2 separate regions of the Bombyx mori genome follow, and region 2 is linked to region 1. A link is a contact called in public Hi-C data. All regions are on one chromosome and are shown on one strand. The core of a region is the stretch at or near the end of the contact, and the rest is flanking DNA. Distances in the headings are between cores, read along the strand shown. Region 1 holds the start of LOC101745886 (atypical kinase COQ8B, mitochondrial). Region 2 holds the start of LOC101746595 (nuclear pore complex protein Nup153).

Region 1 (2,993 bases), core at 247-2,746:
AATTAGTCTTTTATTCAAGCCATTACCTTAAATTAATGAATTAATATCAGTTAAATTATTTTAGTAACGTAGTATTTTTCTGTCAACTCTTATCCGTTTCAATAACTTAGGTATATCGCAGATGTCTTTACAAAAAAATTTAATTCCATTAAGCGATATTGCGCAAAACTCTTTAAAATAATGATTTCGAGTGAGTTAAATTTTTGGCCGCCGCCTGATATTGTTGTTCTTTAAGGTAAGTATCGTATATCATGTCTCCTAATAGGCAGATGTTGAACAAAATCGTACTATGCTATAGACGAAAGTCAGAGGTGGAGGCAGTCAGGTTTGGATTATCGATCATCTTATTCAGAGAGATCGTTTAAAATCTTTGGGTCTAAAAAATATTTTCGGTGTTTTAAACCATATGTTCTACGGAGAGTATTCTAAATTGTAAAGTAACTCTAACCAAAATGATTAATACAAAGAGTATTCAATATTAAATTTTATATAAAAATGCCTAAACAGACTTTTCACTGATATAAGCCGTAAAGCTATCTGTCGAGTTTGTCATTACTTAGGGTGAAAATATAATTTTTATAAGTATCTATTCGAGTAGTTTATTTCTAAATTATTTAATGATTAATTAAATTTGCTTTTAGGGAAGTAGGAATTTATTTTTATAGCATGAGAAACCAAATATTAAACGTTATCATATATTATAAAGTTGCGTTTACGACTCACGCGGAACAATTGATCTCGATTTTCTTCCCTGAGATCAGCTTATTGGTTCGTTTCGATAAAAAATCGATCCTTTGTTCAAAGATTTCGATATGTCAACCGAGAAAACCGCCGTGTATAGTGTGTCTATGTAGGTAAGTATACGAAATTAAATAGAAAATTAGGGCACAAAATATTACTGTTTATCTATGACTATTGGGAGTAACACTTAGAGATTTTGTTCAAATTTAAATGTGTAATAACGGTGGCATTAACTGTTGAACATCTGCGAAAGGGCAGGAATATAGGGAAATGAAATAAAGGCATAGCTTCTTTCAGGCTCTTTCAAAAAGTCCACAAAGGTCTCAGTGAATAACCACCGTTTTACTGAGACTTTATTTCACCCGATTGCATCTCGTTTCATTAAATTTCATCCCAATTTTATTAAAGCCTCAAACTAATCAACTTCAGCTTATTTTGCTTCATACCTATTTTTACAGGGTGTCCCAGAACTCAACGTCAAGCCGAAACGGGGTGACAGGATTGATTGTAACCATCGTGAAAAAAATCAGAAAAAAAATATATGCCATGCAGTTTGGAAATTATGGACATTTAAGAAAAACCTAGAAATTTTGTCAAACTGTAACCATTTTTCGGCTATTGTGGTTAATTTTTATTATTTTTGTTCATTTAAACTTTGGAACCGTAGCCTGAACCTGAATACGATTTTAATGTGTTTGGTATAGTAATCGAATATCAATATCGTCAAGTATCGATTAAAGCGGTACTTTACTAGTACTTGATTATTGACATCTGTCAAATGGGATTTCGTAATTGGAATAGAGATTAAGTTGTGTTCTCAAATATTAAGTGTATAATCTATGCCGTATAATCTATGATCTATGAACTAGGTTACAAATTGAGATGAATCTTTCTCTAAAATTAGTAATTTGTGATTATTTTCTTTTCTTTTAAACTGATAAATATAAAGCTTAGGTTCACAACTTGAAATAACAATAGTACAAAATTTCAGTGAGTACATTTCGAAGTTTTAATAAACCTCACTAATACTAATTTTTTCTATGTTTTATTTAATGTTTACCTACGTATTTAAAAAAGAGTATACTAAATAATATTGGTAAAATTACAAATATAACATTTTTTCATTAAACCCTATAAAATACTTGTTTTATTATGCAATAATTTAATTAGCCTTGAATACTATTCTTTAAATTCTTTCGTTGCACACCCACAACACCATTCATAATAGTTAAATTCATGGAAACATGCTTACGCGCAGTTCTCACATGATGTCATCCTTACAGCTTAAAAATTTAATGCCAATTTAAAACCAAAAAGTTAAAATACATATATATCAGAATTTATATTATTATATAATAATATAATATTGCATTTGGACCATATTATCTAGTTGCTATTCAAAGTGTAAATTCTACTGTCAACTAAAACTGTATCTAACATAGCAGGTAACATACTGGCATTCTCATATTGAGTTTATTATGGTCTAGTAATTGAATTTCCTACCTGGTGTTATTTGCTTCTAGAGCCATAAATTATTAATCGTATTTTAAATGACATTGTTGAGGTTTCATTACATGACTATTTATGACTTACATGACTCTTTATGATAAAAAATGACTGAGTGATGCAAAACCGTTTTGAATGGCTTGCTTGATAGGTACTTAATTACTTACATAAAATAAGTTTTATTAATTAAACCTTCGAATTTTACTTTTAATTAATTAATTTAGTATTTGTTATATAAATTTTTAGTAGTGTAAGTAATTGTATATTAAAATAAATTGAATATTATTTTACATTGAATAATGCACTAGAAATATACTGGGTATAACATAATCGATCTTGAAAACTACTAAGGAAAAATAATACCTTAATACAGTGATTCTCAACCTTTTTTTTGTTGCGGCACATATTTAACGATTTCAAAATTTGGCAGCACACAAAAAAAAAGATAAAAATTATTTCCTTACTACAACACACTGCATAAATAGTTTATCAAAAAATTTTAATATACGAAATAAACTAAAATATACTATAATATTTTTTTTTGTGGATTTAAATATTTTCATGTTTAAAATATTTTTCTTTTAAAATGATATAAGTAATTTAATAATATTAACATTATTATAATATATGTATTCGCAAAATTTGGCGGCACACTTTTGAAATTTGGCGGCACACAAAAGTGCCGCGGAACAGTGGTTGAGAATCACTGCCTTAATACATGTAACAAGAATTCAATACTTACTAGC
Region 2 (2,993 bases), core at 369-2,868, 210 kb after region 1:
AGACGACATCACTTTAGTCGCGTCAGGTATCAGCCAGATGGAAGAGCTACTCGGTAGAGTGGAACGCGTCAGTCTTGATTTCCGACTTAAAATTAACTGCACAAAACAAGTGTCATGATTGTCGATCGTGCTAATAATAACTGGCCAGAGGCCACAAAAATTGCGAACTGCGATGTCGTACATTCATACATTTACTTAGGTGCACTGAACACTGGCGGGTGCGTGGATGAAATCAAGCGGCGTATGGCTATTTCGAGGTCAGCCATGGACAGGCCGAAGAAAATATGGGGAAATCGAAATATCACCAAAGCCACTAAAATCAGACTTGTAAGAGCGCTGGTCTTCCCCATTTTTCTTTATGCTGCTGAGACCTGGACATTGAGAGAAAGTGAGAAAAAGAGGATAGATGGTCTCGAAATGTGGTGCTGGAGAAGAATGCTGCAAATATCGTGGACGGAGTTCAGAACGAATCAGTCAATTCTACAGGAACTCGGCATCAAGCAGCGATTATCCTCCATCGTTCAGGGTCGCATTCTCACTTTCTTCGGGCATGTGTCGCAGCGTGGTGACAACTCAGTTGAGCGTTTTGTGGTGCAGGGCATGATATAGGGTATAAGACCGCGCGGCAGATCACCATTTCGATGGACCGACCAAATAAAGGCAGCTCTAAACGGTCCCGTTAACGAGTGCACAAGAAGGGCCGCGGTACGCGAGGAATGGCGACGCGGCGACGTCTGGTGAAGCGCGCCACCACCCGAAGTGATGATCACGACCACTCTGCCAAGAGTGCATGCGACTGAGAAGAAGATGTGCTTCGTTTTGAAAGGAGTTGTCTTTTTTCTATCGGAGTGTTCTTTAACTTTGCTACCGGTACTGATACTGTTAACTGTTACTTTTACACTGATACTGTTACACATGCTCTAAAATAGCATGTTAAAAAGCGTGCTTTTGAGTATGGTCAATACGAGCATGCTTATGAACAGCTTACATTTTCTAGCAATAGGCATTTCATTTCATTTCACTTCATATTATCATTTTTCATAAAAATAAGAATATCCTAATGTTAAGTGGTTACCGTTATAACCCATAGATAATTTAATATAATTTAAAATAAGACTTGACTTAAAAGTCTTAGTAACCAGGTCCTCAAATCCCTTAAAAATATATATAATTTAATGCGAAGACCATAGATTATACACTTAATATATTTGGCGAGGACTTTTTGCCGGGAACGCGAGGAGTGATGTTCTGTGATTTGTTTTATTTTGTCTATTTAGTCTTTCTTCAGGTTTAAATGTGTAATAACGGTGGTTTATTAACTTTTTAATATCTGTGAAAGTGCACAAATGTGGGAAATTGAAACAAAGCTGCTGGACGTAGCTTCTCGAGATCCTCCAAAAAGTCCACTGAAAAAATCTCAGTAAATGACCACCATTTTCTTGAGATTATATATAATCCCTTATCATATCACCTCATTTAATTTAATTTCATCTCAATTGATTAATGTCTCAAATTAATCGTCTTCATTTCATTTCACTCCATATTATCATTTTTCATAAAAATAAGAATATAAATTAAAAAAGACTTGACCTAAAGGTCTTAGTTACCAGGTCATAAAATACTTTAAAAAAAATTATTTTAATGCCAGCGGATGGATAGTTTTGGTTAATATTCTTCAAATTCATCCAATTTTGCGTTAAATTTATTATTAGTGAATTCAAATATAAATAAGTTTTATTGGTGGCGAGTGACATTCATGTTTTGTGATTATTACGTCCCACAAAGAGCCGTGAAAATTTGTTAGACCTCCCGTTGAGCACAGCATTTAATCTGACACTTTTAACGACGCCATGTTTGTCACGTTTTTGCCAGTTATGAATAAATTTAGTCAGAAATTAGATCTTTAATACGATACATTGAAAGTATTCATCAGTGCTGTAAGTTGATAAAAAATGAGTATGGTGTTTTCAAGAAGCAAGGAAAAGAGAACGCGTTCTTCTACTGGCAATTCTAACAGCGTAAGTACGCGCTTTGCTATTTCCATATATTTTCAGTCTACAAAAACTCCACACGCGTTATTGTATTTCCATGTTCAGCTTAGCGAATGGTGCTTATACTATAGTGGAGTCATCGCGAATTCGGATAAGCTCGCTTTTGCGATAGTCACGTCTTGTAGTAACAAGTTCATATGGTACTCGGTTTTGGATTTTTCCTCAATTGTAACACAAGTAAAATTAATCTACTCCCATAGATTTTTTTTTTGCTACTAATAATAATTAATTCATTTGAACCTTATATGAATTAATTATTACCATGAACTTTACTTTAGTATAATCTTAAATATAGTTAAATGTAGAAGAATTTTGCAAGGGTAAATATGTTTCGTTGAAATTTAGTTTGCCTGTTCAATGCACATGTTCATATATCATGAAAAGCTATTTATTTTAATTACATTTTATGAACTTTACAGGAAAACACTAAAGTTTTTATAAACTGGATTTATTCATAAAAAAAGATCAAAGCTTCTGGACAAAAAATAACATTTTTTCTTAAAGACCTTCTATTTAAGAACCTTAAACACTAAAACACTACGTTTTAACATTTTGATTTTCAAATATAATTGTCATGCAAATAAACAAAAAATATATAAAACAATTTACTTTTTATGGTCTAGGGAAAAATAATTATAAGTGACAAGAGTACTTGTTTTTGCCAGTGCCATATAATGATAATTTATGTAACATTAACCCTTATTGGCTACTTTAAAAAAAAAAAAGAAAAACCCAACAATATTCTGTAAAATGTGAAGTCACTTGGTGTCATCTTAGATTCAAAACTTGTCTTATTTTGATAGTTATATATAGCACAAAAATTATATTAAAACATAGGTAACAAAAGTAAAAAAAAAGTTATTGTAGGATCCCTCATCCATTTGATGAGGTGTGATCATCCATTCATATTATGATACGAGTTTTTTCAATTATGACTCTTTT

Evidence for each region. A called contact is a pair of places that touch in the nucleus more often than the background predicts.
Region 2: a Hi-C map of middle silk gland shows a contact between it and region 1, with 2.2 times the contacts expected there. The contact joins the promoter of LOC101746595 here to the promoter of LOC101745886 in region 1. A contact is called at or near these places in 2 of 7 Hi-C or Micro-C datasets (middle silk gland and posterior silk gland).

Annotation. Positions count from the first base shown.
Region 1 is chr1:4,856,357-4,859,349 of ASM3026992v2, forward strand. LOC101745886 (atypical kinase COQ8B, mitochondrial) reads left to right here and starts at 1,497. Exons shown (of 9, transcript XM_038021735.2): 1 at 1,497-1,731. It overlaps LOC101739335 (phosphatidylserine lipase ABHD16A), which reads left to right. Exons shown (of 10, transcript XM_021352358.3): 10 at 1-2.
Region 2 is chr1:5,068,903-5,071,895 of ASM3026992v2, forward strand. LOC101746595 (nuclear pore complex protein Nup153) reads left to right here and starts at 1,619. Exons shown (of 8, transcript XR_001140119.4): 1 at 1,619-2,018.